Linked DNA regions of Pan troglodytes: region 1 is linked to region 2. Evidence: chromatin contacts called from public Hi-C data. All regions are on one chromosome and are shown on one strand. The core of a region is the stretch at or near the end of the contact, and the rest is flanking DNA. Distances in the headings are between cores, read along the strand shown.

Evidence for each region. Hi-C and Micro-C count contacts between places; a contact is called where the count stands out from the background.
Region 1: a Hi-C map of induced pluripotent stem cells shows a contact between it and region 2, with 2.0 times the contacts expected there. The contact joins the promoter of ARMC7 here to the enhancer-like site in region 2. A contact is called at or near these places in 3 of 7 Hi-C or Micro-C datasets (induced pluripotent stem cells and stem cell-derived neural progenitor cells), 1 of 1 datasets of contacts at active chromatin or transcription factors (stem cell-derived excitatory neurons) and 1 of 1 other capture datasets (stem cell-derived neural stem cells).

Annotation. Positions count from the first base shown.
Region 1 is chr19:88,099,253-88,106,689 of NHGRI_mPanTro3-v2.0_pri, reverse strand. It overlaps ARMC7 (armadillo repeat containing 7), which reads right to left and starts at 1,389. Exons shown (of 3, transcript XM_016932915.4): 1 at 928-1,389; 2 at 701-844. The coding sequence starts at 1,018. It overlaps SLC16A5 (solute carrier family 16 member 5), which reads right to left. Exons shown (of 5, transcript NM_001280461.1): 4 at 7,094-7,304; 5 at 5,143-5,424. The coding sequence ends at 5,271.
Region 2 is chr19:88,057,815-88,065,216 of NHGRI_mPanTro3-v2.0_pri, reverse strand. It overlaps KCTD2 (potassium channel tetramerization domain containing 2), which reads right to left. Exons shown (of 6, transcript XM_001138510.7): 6 at 3,908-6,787. The coding sequence ends at 6,758. Among named protein-coding and RNA genes, the nearest start is that of ATP5PD, 19 kb to the right of the region's middle. Within about 2 kb of position 4,741, at least 7 of the 24 cell types and tissues checked have an H3K27ac peak or open chromatin away from gene starts, as enhancers often do. A contact at or near this core is called in induced pluripotent stem cells and stem cell-derived neural stem cells, where this site is marked.

The DNA of each region.
Region 1 (7,437 bases), core at 140-2,639, 45 kb before region 2:
CACCATGCCCGGCTAATTTTTGTATTTTTAGTTAGAGATGGGGTTTCACCATGTTGGCCAGGCTGATCTTGAACTCCTGACCTCAGGTGATCCGCCCACCTCAGCCTCCCAAAGTGCTGGTGCTGGTATTACAGGTGTGTGCCACCGCGCCCGGCTACAAAACTGCTCTTTTTAAAACATATTTTTTTGAGACATGGTCTCACTCTGTCGCCCAGGCTGGAGTGCAGTAGCACAATCTCAGCTCACTTCGGCCTCTGCCTCCCAGACTCAAGCAATACCTCCTGCTTCAGCCTCCAGAGTAGCTGGGCCTACAGGTGCACACCACTGTGTGCGGCTTTTTTTTTTTTTTTTTTGAGACGGGGTCTCACTCTTGTCCCCGAGGCTGTGGTGCAGTGGCACGATCTCAGCTCACTGCAACATTCGCCTCCTGGGTTCAAGCTTCTCCTGCCTCAGGCTCGCTAGTAGCTGGGATTACAGGCACTCGCCACCACGTCTAGCTAATTTTTGTACGAGACGGGGTTTCGCCATGTGGGCCAGGCTGGTCTCGAACTCTTGACCTCAGGTGATCCGCCCGCCTTAGCTTCCCAAACTGCTGGGATTACAGGTGTGAGCCACCACGCCCGGCCCCAAGGACTCACTTCTAATTCACTTATCTCACCCTGGCCCATTTAGGCATCTAGGGAACGGGCCCCGCCCTTACCAATAGCAAACTCCACCAGGGTCTCATTCTCCTCCGACAGCGAATCGAGAAATAAATCCAGGACCTGCAGCTGCCGCAGATACTCGTAGTTGCTGGGGTCATAAGCGAAGTTGGCGAGGTTGGCGAGGACTTGCTCCTTGGCGTCTGCAACGGGAAAGCGGCACTGAAGCCAGGTCCGGGCGGCGGTCACAGCGGACCCTGCCACCTGATCCCACCGTGGCTCTCACCTTGGCTTTGGGTCTCCTGGAATTCCGTGACCAGCGCCTGCAGGTATCCCAGCCGCCCGACGTGGGGGTCCACCTTCGGCTTCTGGGCCATGGCCGCGGTGACGGAGGACCCCCAGGGACGGGCGGGAGGGTGGGAAAGGTGCAGGGGGAAAGCCGAGCGAGACCCTCACCCGCTCTCCACCTGTCTGGAGAGGGAAGAGGGGGTCGGCAAATGGGTTTCTTTCCTGGGTTCAGATTCTGCAGTAATTTGCAGCTGGAAATGGGATATGGGAGATGGGACGGGGTCTCAGAATCCTGTAGGAGTTGCGTTTGAAAATCGAAATTGGGGCGCGGGAGGGAACCGTCTACGGGTTGGGGCTCGCGGAGGGGCACTGGCGCACCGTCCCCGGCTCGGTTCCGGGCTCCCGGCGGAAGCCGCGCTGTCCCTATCCCCGAAGGGGCGGGACGAGGCAGGCGAGGGGCGGGGCCGTCGCCGAACTCCTTGGCGCGCGTGCGCGGCGCGCTTCTGGTTTTCTGGATACCGAAGCTCTTTAGCCTGTGCTGGAACCAGCGGCGAGCGGCTTCGCTGAGGCAGGTGCAGGCGTGGGTGGGTGTACTGCGAGGAGCAGCCTGGCCTCCCGTATCCCATGTCCAGATGCAAATTACTGCAAAATCTGAACGCAAGAAAGAAACCCACTTGCCGCCCCCGCCAACAGATGGGCGGGTGAGGGCCTCGCTCGGCTTTCCCGCCCCACCTTTCCCACTCTCCCGCCGGTCCCCCGGGGTCCTCCCGCCGTCCCGACATGGCCCAGAAGCCGAAAATGTGACACCCATGTCGGGTAGCTGGAATTCCGCGAGGAGCAACTCAGGAGCGCAGCAGAGTCTGGCAGCACCCATGTTGGAGGACGTCGAGGCAGAAGCACCTCCAGGGTCCCCACGGCTGGCGGGGGCGCGGCCCATCCTCCTTGACCAGGACGCCCCTTTGGAGCGCGGGCGTCAGCTCCTTACGCCCCCCATCAGTCCTTTGCCCCTTTTGCAAAAAGCCTAGCGACCCCGACCCGCCCTCCATCCCAGCCCCGAGGTGGGTCCGCCACCTCTGGACAGAAATCAAAGGGTACTGGGTCATGTCCTGGTGCTTTTTGTCAGCCGGGTGGATGGCGCGCGCCCGGGGCAGCACGGGGGAGCCCGAGGAGGAGCCTTGATTGTGGCGCTTTCGGGGCTTTCTGGATGCTGAAGCCCTTCGGCCGATTCCTTCTCGATTATCAGGAAGCGGGTGTGTGATAGATTGCTCGTGGTTACAGGGAACAAAGCACCAGGGAAGGAGGTGGTCTAGCCACACTCCCATCGCATTTGACAACGTAGGGGTAGAGGTGGCTTAGGCTGTGAGTGTCCTGAGAGTGCAAAAGTTGTTAATCTAAATGGAGTCACTTGTGTTAAAAAACAGAACAAAAAAACCCGGACACAGCCCAAGAAACCCATGACAAGAGGGTTCTCGTGCATAAATACCTGATAATGAAAACTATCACAAAGACTCTGCAAAAACCACAACCTTGCACAAAGGGCGTCACAACCTTGCACAAAACATACTTTTGAATGGCCATCTGCCCAGCAACCGCTTGTCCAACCTTGAGTGGTCACCCTTGTTATTAATCCTTCTACCTAAGGATAAATATTTCAAAACAATTATGTAATCCTATTTTTTCCCTTAAAGCCTGTCTTCCTTTACCTCCCTGAATACCCATATAGTTTACTATGGCATGGATACTACCATTGCAATGCCCTATGCCCAAATAGGTATCATTTTCTTTGAGAGAGCCTCTCTGTTATTTAGGTTGACAAAGGCAAGGACCATTATTTTAAGCCCTGGGCCCGGATGAAGGCAGAGTGGCCGTCACACTCCAGCCAGCTGCAGCCCCATTGGAAGCAGGCCTCACCTCTGAGGTTTCAGGTCCTTGTGGTCAGCCCCTGCCCTGTGTACACCCTCTGACGCAGGAGTTTCTTAGTCTGGGTACCTAGGCCCCAGGACCCTCACCAAAGCCCTTTGGCTTCTGTTGGGAGCCTCTGCAGCCTGGGAAGTCCATCTTGCCCCTAGGTGCCCAAGGGGTTTCTCTGCCTCTTGCTGGATAGAGCAGCAAATAGGAGCCCAGAAACAGGGAGGATGGAAGTCAGCTCCATCCCTCCCTGCCCAGGAACTGCCTCAGACCTTCTCTAGAGGTTCGCAGGCAATCAGCTAGATGGGGATTGCAGAATCAGATGGGCCACCCCATCTTCCCTCATTGGTCTTCTCCCTTTTTTTCTTTTTGAGATGGAGTCTTGCTCTGTCGCCAGGCTGGAGTACAGTGGTGCGATCTCGGCTCACTACAACCTCCGCCTCCCAGATTCAAGTGATTCTCCTGCCTCAGCCTCCCGAGTAGCTGGGATTACAGGCACGCACCACTGCACCCAGCTAATTTTTGTATTTTTTTTCTGAGACAGTGTCTCGCTCTGTCACCCGGGTTGGAGTGCAGTGGTGCGATCTCGGCTCACTGAAAGCTCCGCCTCCCAGGTTCACGCCATTCTCCTGCCTCAGCCTCCTGAATAGCTGGGACTACAGGCACCCGCCACGACGCCCGGCTAATGTTTTGTATTTTTAATAGAGACGAGGTTTCACCGTGTTAGCCAGGATGGTCTCGATCTCCTGACCTTGTGATCCACCCGCCTTGGCCTCCCAAAGTGCTGGGATTACAGGCGTGAGCCACCGCGCCCGGCCTAATTTTTGTATTTTTAGCAGAGACGGGGTTTCACCTTGTTAGCCAGGATGGTCTCGATATCTTGACCTCGTGATCCACCTGTCTCAGCCTCCCAAAGTGCTGGGATTACAGGCATGAGCCACCGCACCCAGCCAGTCTTCTCCTTCTTAAGGCCTCAGGGAGGGGCCCTCCTTGGGGTGGAATTCTCAGCCCTTGGTAGGTCTTACCTCTGCCCAGTCTCTGGCACACAGTAGATACTCAATAAATATTTATTGAAGGAATTCTGCCCAGAGATGATTGCTATTCTTGCCTAGGAGCAGGTGAGATGGAAGTTTCCTATGCAGAACATTCATTGATACCTTTTTTTTTTTTGGGAAGGGGGGGACAAGGTCTCTGTCACCCAGGCTGGAGTGCAGTGGTGTGATCACAGCTTACTGCAACCTTGAACTTCTTGGCTCAAGGGATCCTCCCACCTCTGCCTCCTGAGTGGCTTGGACTACAGGCCTGTGCCACCATGTCCAGCTAAGTTTTAAATTTTTTGTAGAGATGGAGGTCTCCTTATGTGGCCCAGGGTGGCCTCTCAAGTGATTCTCCCATCTTGGCCTTCCAAAGTGTTGGGATTACAGGCATGATCCACCACACTTGGCTTTTTTTTTTCCCTTTCCTTAATTTTTCTGTAGAGACAGGGTCTCTATGTTGCCCAGGCTGGTCTTGAAGTCCTGGTCTCAAGTGATCCTCCTGCTCTGACCTCCCAAAGTGTTTTTTTTGTTTGCTTTTTTTTTGAGACAGAGTCTCATTCCATCACCCAGGCTGTAGTGCAGTGGCGTGATCCCAGCTCACCACAACCTCTTCCCCTCCAGTTCAAGCAAATTTCCTGCCTCAGCCTCCCAAGTAGCTGGGATTACAGGCGCCTGCTACCACGCCTGGCTAATTTTTGTATTTTTAGTAGAGATGGGGTTTTGCCATGTTGGCCAGGCTGGTCTTGAACTCCTGACCTCTAGTGACCCACCCGTCTTGGCCTCTCAACGTGCTGGGATTACAGGCGTGAGCCACCACACCCAGCATTTTTTTTTTTTTTTTTTAAAGAGACAGGGTCTTGCTGTGTTGCCCAGGCTGGCCTCAAACTCCCAGGTTTGAGTGATCCTCCCACCTCAGCCTCCCGAGTAGCTGGGATTACATGTGCGCACTGCCATCTCCAGCTGATATCTTTTTTCTTTAAATGTTTTCAGGAAGTGGGCTCATTACGGGATGCACACAAAACCTGGTGGATACTAGCACCAAAAGCACCTATCTACCAGCCCCACCTCCCTCCTTTTCCATTCAACTGAGATGGAGCAGACAGGATTTGGCAAAGTACATGCAAGCACTCTCCCTTCAGAGCATGTGGTATTGATGGCAGCCAAGTGTAAGACTGGGTGGGGAGCCAGAAGGAAATGGAGTCGTCAGGATGCTCACCGAGTCACTTTTCAACCGGAAGAGACTAGCTCATCCAAACGAACCTCCTACGTTTTCTTTTTTAAAATTAAATTTTATTATTTTGCTCTAACAAAGTAACCTCCTACTTTTTCAAGGCTCAGAGGTGGTCAACAATTTGCCCAACTCACATGGCAGATAGTGGCGGAGTCAAACAGGCACTCAGGTAGGGCTATTCCAGCCCAGAGCCGTTTGCTTGGCCTGCAGTACCGCCTTTGGCCATAAGAGCCACTCGTGGCTGGTCCTGGAGGAGGCAGGACATCCCCAAAGATGCTTATTGACGCCAGCTGGACGTGGCTGGCGGGAAGACTGGCACCTGTTCATGAAAATAAAATCTCCTGATAAGGTTTTCTTGCCGGAGCCTGGTTGAGCCTGAATCAACAAACATCCTGAACCTGAGCACCCCTTGCTGAGCTGGGAGGAAAGGAAGGGTGAGGGGAAACGTACTTCAGCTCTGTTTTTCAGCTTCATTAGTTCACAGAGTTTATGACCTGCTGCAGGGAACATTTTTGTGTGTAATTCAAACACATTCTGTTTTCTCATTCCCTCGGTACCCTGCTGGGACAAGAATGGGCTGATGACAGCCAGCCCCTGGGTGGTGACTTCAGGGAAAGGCACCAGCAAAATGTGTGTGTGGGGAGCTCGGACTGCCAGGTCACAGGCACAGGTGTATGGGGAGCAGGGGTGAGTCCAGCCAGCCACTTACCCCAGGGTTGACACCAAAAACACGGCAGGGAAAAGGGGGGCCTCTGGAGGACAGGAATGGGGAGTAAAAGAGCTTCCCTTGCAAAAGCAGCCCCATTTTCACAACAGTCTTCGGGCTGCCTGGCAAGCCTTCCTCTCCCGTCAGTCAAATGTCTGGCTTCCCCCACCTGGCACTAATCCTCCCCGCCAAGGAGACAGGGTGGGGAAAGGAAGGAGGAAGCCCCTAGATAGAGCAGGTCCTGCTGAGACTGCAGGGGGGCCCTCAGACTTCACCGATTCTAGGATCCAAGCCAGGGGCCCCCCTCCCGTTCTCTGCACAGGCGCCAGGATGGGCGCGCCACTCAACTCCTCAGCCTGGACCTCTGCACTGCCCAGTGCGAGGCCCAGTGACCTTCGTTGGGGGCAGCTGCACCACCAGCCTTGGCTGCCCTACAGGTGAGGGCTGGGTCACTTGGGAAGAGCAGGGCAGGAGGAACCTAGAGGAAGGTGAGCTCTTCAGAACTGTATGGAGGCCGGAGAAAGACAAAGAGAAATGATGGAGGCATCCAGGCTGGACGAGAAGGTCCAGTGCATTGAGCTGTAGGAGCAGCAACACACAGCCAGCTGCGCTGAGCCGGCCGGGACAAACCTGAGCAGGGCTCAGACCCAGCTTCCTGGGCCCCGAGTACCCTGGTACCCAAGGAAAAAAGTCCGGAGGGCCTGCTCCTGGATTCCGCTAGTTGTTAGAAAAGGGTTCCTCTGGCTGGGCACGGTGGCTCACGCCTGTAATCCCAGCACTTTGGGAGGCTGAGGTGAGCGGATCACCTGAGGTCGGAAGTTAGAGACCAGCCTGACCAACATGGAGAAACCCCGTCTCTACTAAAAGACAAAATTAGCCGGGTGTGGCGGCGCATGCCTGTAATCTCAGCTACTTGGGGGGCAGAGGCAGGAGAATCGCTTGAACTTGGGAGGCAGAGGTTGCAGTGAGCCGAGATGGTGCCACTGCACTCCAGCCTGGGCAACAAGAGTGAAATTCCGCCTCAAAAAAAAAAAAAAAAAAAAAAAAGAGTTTCTCAGGGCATCTTCAGAGGCCAGCCTCCAAAGTCCCAGCTCCTGGCAGAGTCCCAGCTTGCAGAGCCTGGACAGCCCGGGCTTCCTGGGCTACTCTTCACCCAAGCCCCTGGTGAAGGAGCTAGAGGTCCCCCTCCTGGGCTGGGCTGAGACAGTGTTCACTCAGTGATCCCAGGACTCAGACACTGGTCACACAGGTGACCCCTGGGTCTTAGACGCTGGTTACATACATGATCTCAGGGGACCGTTGCTTCCCAGGACCGTCTTTGGCTTCCAAGAAAAGATCCTGCTCCAGGGCATCCGCCGCGACAGCCTGCTTGCCTTGCTCCTTCTTCTGCAGGGCGTAGAAGCTGCCACCCATGAAGAGGGCAGCTGAGATGAGGAAGAAGCTGGACATGTAGAAAACATAGCTAAAGTTGTTGGTGGCGTCCAGGAGCAACCCTGGGGAACAGAGATCAAGTTAGGCCAGTGCTACCAGGCCTCCCCCCAACTCAGCTGTGTGTTCCCTGACAGCAGGTATTTTATTTTTGTCTCTGCTGTACTAGGAATTGTGGCTGACACCCAGTAGACACTC
Region 2 (7,402 bases), core at 3,492-5,991:
GCCTGAGCTGCCCGTCACCAACTAGGTGTTGTGTATTACACCAACCGAATTAGGAGTAATTAACAAAAATTTTTTCCTTTTGTAGAGACAGGTCTTGCTATGTTGCCCAAGATGGTCTTGAACTCCTGGCCTCAAGCAATCCTCTCACCTCAGCCTCCCAAAGTGCTGGGATTACAGGTGTGGGCCATGGTACCTGGCCAATTTTTTTTTTTTTTTTTTTTTTTTTTTTAAGAGAGGTTCTGGCTGGGCATAGTGGCTCACGCCTGTAATCCCAGCACTTTGGGAGGCCGAGCCGGGTGGATCACGAGGTCAGGAGATCAAACCATCCTGGCCAACATGGTAAAACATTGTCTCTACTAAAAATACAAAAATTAGTTGGATGTGGTGGCACACGCCTGTAATCCCAGCTACTCGGGAGGCTGAGGCAGGAGAATCGCTTGAACCTGGGAGGCGGAGGTTGCAGTGAGCCTAGATGATACCATTGCACTCCAGCCTGGGCAACAAGAGCGAAACTCCATCTCAAAAAAAAAAAAAAAAAGAGAGACAGTGTCTCACTCTGTCTCTCAGGCTAGAGGGCACAGCTCACTGCAGCTTTGAAATCCTTGGCTCAAGTGATCCTCCCACCTCAGCCTCCTGAGTAGCTGGAACTACAGGCATGTGTCACCACGCCTGGCTAATTAAAAAAAAATTTTTATAGATGGGGCCTATGTTGCCCATCCTGGTCTTGAACTCCTGGCCTCAATCAGTCCTCCCACTTCAGCCTCCCAAAGTACTGGGATTCCAGGTGTGAGCCTGGCAATTAGGAGCAATTAACATAGCCCAGAAATAGTGACTGTCTCTGAGACAGGGATACAATGACTTGGCACTTCGTGTTTATTTTGGAGGGAAGGAGAGATTATTTTTGCTTGTAGAAGGGTAGTTGTATCTTGTTCCATGGAGGCATGAAGTTGTTTTTTCACCACCTTTTTTTTTTCTTTTTTTCCGAGTCAGAGTTTCGCTCTTGTTGCCCAGGATGGAGCGCAATGGCATGATCTCGGCTTACTGCAACCTCTGTCTCCTGAGTTCAAGCGATTTTCCTGCCTCAGCCTCCAGAGTACCTGGGATTACAGGCACCCGCCACCACGCATAGCTAATTTTTTTTTTTTTTTTTTGAGACGGAGTCTCGCTCTGTCGCCCAGGCTGGAGTGCAGTGGCGCGATCTTGGCTCACTGCAAGCTCCACCTCCCGAGTTCACGCCATTCTCCTGCCTCAGCCTCCCGAGTAGCTGGGACTACAGGCGCCCACCACTACGCCCAGCTAATTTTTTGTATTTTTAGTAGAGACAGGGTTTCACCGTGTTAGCCAGGATGGTCTCCATCTCCTGACCTCGTGATCCACCCGCCTCGGCCTCCCAAAGTGCTGGGATTACAGGCGTGAGCCACCGCGCCCAGCCTAATTCTTTGTATTTTTAGTAGAGACGGGGTTTCATCATGTTGGCCAGGCTGGTCTCAAACTCCTGACCTCAAGTGATCCACCTGCCTTGGCCTCCCAAAGTGCTGGGATAATAGGCATGAGCCACCACACCCAGCATTTTTCACCATCCTATGCAAGTTCAAGTATGTGCAGAAGCATGTACATGTGAGGGGAACCAAACAGGTGGACTGAGCCAGTCACCACATTGTTGTCTCTCAGCCCCAAACCCACCCTCTGAACTCTGCTCCAAGCCACATTTTCCCCCTCCTAGCTCAACCTGGTAGGACAGGCTGAGGGAGACTGCAAGACGAGAGAAAAAAAGGAGGGACAATGTATTTCCTGTTGTGAGCCAAACCACAGAACACTGCTGTGTGCTGGCATAGCTGATTCCAGGAGTGGTGCTGGTTTCTTGGTGGTTTCTCTACCCTCTGAGAGGCAGCAGCTGCCACTGGCCAGCACGTCCTTCTCCATCGGTCCCCTCCTCTTGAATCTCCATTTTATTTTGAGACACAATCTCTGTCACCCAGGTTGGAGTGCAGTGGTGTGATCTCGGCCCACTGCAACCTCCACCTCCCGGGTTCAAGCAATTCTCGTGCCTCAGCCACCCAAGTAGCTGGGATTACAAGCATGTGCCACCATGCCCGGCTAATTTTTGTATTTTTAGTAGAAACAGGGTTTCACCATGTTGGCCAGGCTGGTCTCAAACATCTGACTTCAAGTGATCTGCCTGCCTCGGCCTCCCAAAGTGCTGGGATTACAGGTGTGAGCCACCACACTTGGCCTTATTTTATCTTTAGATTTAATTTTACATAGAGACAGAGTCTCACCACGATGCCCAGGCTGATCTCACACTCCTGGGCTCAAGCAATCCTCCCAGCTTGGGCCTCCCAAAGTGCAGGTGAATCTTTTTTTTTTTTTTGAGACTGAGTCTCGCTCTGTCACCAGGTTGGAGTGCAGTGATCTCTGCTCATTGCAACCTCTGCCTCCCGGGTTCAAGCCATTCTCCTGCCTCAGCCTCCCGAGTAGAGTAGCTGGGATTACGGGCACCTGCCACCATGCCCAGCTAATTTTTATATTTTTAGTAGAGACGGGGTTTCACCATGTTGGCCAGGATAGTCTAGATCTCCTGACCTCGTGATCCGCTCGCCTCGGCCTCCCAAAGTGCTGGGATTACAGGCGTGAGCCACTGCGCCCAGCCCTTTTATTTTTTTGAGGCGGAGTTTTGCTCTTGTTGCCCAGGCTGGAGTGCAATGGCGTGCTCTCGGCTCACCACAACCTCCACCTCTCAGGTTCAAGTGATTCTCCTGCCTCAGCCTCCCGAGTAGCTGGTCCGGCTAATTTTGTATTTTTTAGTAGAGATGGGGTTTCTCCACGTTAGTCAGGCTGGTTTCGAACTCCCAACCTCAGGTGATCCGCCTGCCTCGGCCTCCCAAAGAGCTTACAGGTGTGAGCCGCCGCGCCCGGCCAAATCTCCACTTTAATAATCCCAATGTCTTCCCACTGTTCTCAGGTCCCAGGAGTGAGGACTGCACCCTGCAATCCCTACATTGTGATGCCTCAGTGTCCACTCCTGCCCTTTCCTTTCTCCACTACCAGTTAACAACTGCTGTGGTCTCAATTGGACCCTGACGGATGCACCCACGCATCCTGTTCACTAAGCTGTATGAGTCCATTTTGTCTCCCTACCTGAAAATGCTGTCTGGAAGGGACTAACACCTTCTGAGGATCCCATGCCCCGCCTGATGCTGAAGTGATCAATACTTGTTTGTTGGTTACTTGTCACCAAACGTTCCTCACTCATCCTCTTCCTTGTACCTAGTCACTCACTCTCTTCCAGAAAGACTTGTCCCTTAAAAACCATCTCACGGCCGGGGATGGTGGCTCATGCCTGTAACCCCAGCACTTTGGGGGGCTGAGGCGGGAGGATCACCTGAGGTCGGAGTTCGAGACCAGCCTGGCCAACACAGCAAAATACTGTCTCTACTAAAAATACAAAAATTAGCCAGGCGTGCAGGCAGGCGCCTGTAATCCCAGCTACTCAGGAAGCCGAGGGAGAATTGCTTGAACATGGGAGGCAGAGGTTGCAGTGAGCCGAGATTGCACCACTGCACTCTAGCCTGGGTGACAGAGCGAGACTCCATCTCGGGGAAAAAAAAAAAAAAAAAAAAAATCACACTCCTCCCCTTGTCTCTTTCCAGCTCTCTGGTGGGCAGCCCATCTGTCCCACCTTCTGTTTCTCTGCATTCTCTGGGTCTTTTCAGATTCAGTAAAATGAAAGGGAGGAGGGAGAAGGCCCAACACCCCCTTTGGTGGTTTCAGTAGCAGGAGAAAAGGACTTGGTCAGCTGTCCTGGTAGGAAAGGTAGTTAAGTCATCTCCTGAAACCCATGTGAGAACCATCGACAGGAAGTGACAGTGGGAACCGGGAGACTGCAGTAATGGAAAACACACCACAGTTCTTGAGATTCAGAAGTTTGTTTCATATCTTTATTCACACAAAAAAAGTCACAGCATTTCAGACTATTCAAACACACAAACAGGAACAGAGGGTGCCCACCAGTGACAGCCTCGTCCCTAAGTCTGGATCAAAGGCCACGCTGGAGGGTGGGGTGTCCTCTCGGGCCTCCTCTCTCAGCATCCCGTGGCTCCCTGCTCGCAGCCTCACTGACACCCCCAAGAGCAGTTACAACTGTGCAGAAACAAAGCCACTTTAGAGGAGGCTGGGCCCCACCTCATTGCCATGGAAAAAGGCCAGATTCTGAGGAAAAGACAGAATCCGTGCTACTGTGTCATCAGCTGGGGGATGCTGGGCACTCCTGGGCCTGGCTGGCATCACCTGCGTCCCAGACCTGGGGCAGAGAAAAAGGCAGGACCCTCCCCACTTGGCAGTACTGGGCAGCAGAGAGTGTGGGTCACTGGTCACGTGACAGCCCCAAACTGCCACGCAGACCTCTCTGATGTGATCAGCCAGACACTCAGAGGGCACAACGCTTTCAAGCAAGAACACCAGCCTGGTTCCTAAAGGGGGTGGGTGAACAACGCTCCCAGAAATCTTAAGAACCCAGAGTCCTGGAGCGCTGGAACAATACAGGTGTCATTGGGTTGCAGCGAGGAGGGAAACTTGGTGAACACCAGCCCTCCGAGAGGGCGGAAATACCACTCCTGTCTATTTCCCAGAGCATGTGCCTGTGCCTTGGGGCTCAAGAGCAGTCTTTTCATGGCGGCAACTATGGAATCTAAGAGGAATGAAGGAAACGGCGCCCTCAGGTGGTGCTCAACATTGGTGTCTGACCCCCAGGCCTCCTTGCTGAACCTGGTGAGAAAGCTGGGGTTGGTCTAGGAGCTCCAGCCCACGCTGATCAGGCATGCCCCAGGAAAGCAGACAGGGACAAGCGCCTCAACGAGACTGGGCACAAGGCCGCAAACCAAGCTGCTTTTCCTCTGTCAGTCTGATGTTACTCATTGGACCTGGCCAAGGAGCGCCTCTTCCAAAGTCCTCCATCCTACCCGGCTCAGAGCAGTCCTTCCCGTGATCACTACTTTCCTTGGCTACATCTAACTTTTTTTTTCTCTGAAAGATACAACTGGATGGATGCCTGTGACTCTTGAAGGGGTGGCTGCTTTTACTGAGGACGGCAGTTCATCTAACACTTTACAGCTGTAAAATGTGGCGCATAGGTGTGTAGACGTTAATGTGTCAGCAGAAACCCCTGTATACCGGGTTCTATGCTATGCTACAGATACAGAGAAACAAGGAGAGTGAGGGTCCTAGGGAAAAGTTATGCCATCTGGGCATGGTCAGGTCAGAAGCTCAAAAGACATTTGGCACAGTCTGCAGTCATTTCCAGAAACTACTACCCAGACGTACCTTGGCAAGCAGGTGAGCTGTGAAGCACACAGGACATTACTTCTGAAGGTGCCCAGGAGCACCTGGCTCGAGGAGGCTTTCATAGAAGAAGTCCCCAGAGCCCCTTCCCTTTCTCTGTGCCATCTGCCATACTACTGAAAGTTATTCGGGGCAGACAGGGTCCCCTGGCTCCACCGCATTCCACGACTGCTCAGCGAGACCCACATGCTCGGAGAGAAAGTGTGGACACCAACTCTGTGGATGCAGCCCGAAAGAGGGTGCTGCCGCGTCCGGATCCTCGCCAGCATGGCACTCCAGAAAAGAAAGTAATGGCGGGGGTCGGGGGGGTGGTCAGAGACACAGGGGGTCCCCAGACTGCCTAGCACATACATACATACCACTGGGGACAGTACAGAGGGGAGCAGGTCCGCCAAGGTTAGAAACCAAGAGACACAAATATTGCACATTCAGTCAAGGCATTTCCAAGAGAGTCACAGAAATAACTCTCTCTGAGACACAACAACATAACACATTTGGCAACTTTCAAAGAAACAGCCTTCCCCACTCCAAGCCATCAAAGGGTCCATAAGTGCCTTCATCTTTGGTCCAGTTGAAAAAGCCAGGGAAGGAAGACAGGGTCAATGGGGAGTAAGAAGAGGCTGCAGGTGCAGTTCCTACAGCTCCCACTTGTCTGTCTGACTCAGTGCAGGATGCCGCCTGTCTCAAACCTCCTCTTGGAGGGAAAACAAGCTCTCCAGAGGGTCCCGGCTGCTGGAGAAAGCTGAGGCAAAGCTGCATGTGGTGGCAGCCGGGAGCCCCAAATCCAGAGCAATGATCACCAACCTCCAACCACAACAAAGGACACCCCATCCTCCCTTTCCTTGGAGGCTCTATTCATGGGAATGCGGGGTACTCTGGCAACTCTATGCTTTACCTAAAACCTCAATTCGACAAACTGCAACTAGAACCCTTTGCATCTGCTGCAGGTCTTGGAGGGTGCACAGGAGGGACGGTGTTCCGAAGCAGCTGCTAACGTCCATTGTGGCACACATAGGGTGAAACCATGGCACGGCACGGGAACAATCCTCTTGGCTCCAGTGTCCTTAAAGTACAGGCCATTTCCAAAGAGCTAGGCCTTCCGCCCTCATCCCCCAGATCCCTGAAAGGCTCCGAATGGGAACCCAGCCCAGCTGCTGTTGTAAAGATCTGTTCTAATACTGGCTAAGCAAATGAAAGCAGGTTTCTGAAAAGGTATTCTGCAGCCAGAAGTCGCACTGTCTTCGGAGTCCTGCAGGTGGGGAGGGAGTTCCTTTAGTTTTGACCAGAACACTTCTTCACAGGGGGCCAGGATCAGCTGTGCTTTGCAGTGGCTCGGTCACTGGACAGGAGCGAGGTTTCACTTCACAGAGGGGCTCTGCTGACTGCTCTCCTGAAGGTCTGGAGTTTTCGGGGTCTTAGTTTACATCCGCGATCCTCTCTCCTGAAGAATCTGAAAGTTGGAGATGGGGGAGAGGCTGAGGCTGCTGAGGGAAAGACAGAGATGTCGGGGGATGCTTTCCACTGGACCCGATGAGTGGCATGATGGTCCTGTCATCCCAGGAAGCAAGCAGGGGTGCAGCCGCAGCCTCACCCGCAGTGCTTCTGGTGCGAAACACTCTCTTGCTGGGCACAGCTGGGTCTAAAGCTTATGTGCTGTTGGACCAAAGCTTTGCCAACTGAAAGGAAGTGGTTCCAGCTTACCTGGTATCCACGATTTAGAAGCTGTGTGTGTATGTGTGTGTGTGTGTGTGTGTGTGTGTGTGTGTGTGTGTGTGTGTTGGGGGTGAGGGGGGTGCACAGTGGAGGGAAAAGAAACAGTTTTCCAGGAACTTAAGGGAGGTAAAGGTCACCAAGGTAAGAAAACACCCTTTTCTCCTGAGGCAGTGAAAAAAGCACAGTTTTAAAGAATAAACGCAAAATATCTTCCAAGTCTGAGTTCAGAAATCCTACCCTGTAGTAATTAGTGGCAACCAGCTTTTCTTTTTCATTGATTTGGCAGAGGATGGAGAAAGTCTACCCTTTTTAGGTTCATATTTTCTAACTAAAAACACCTGTCAGTGCTCCG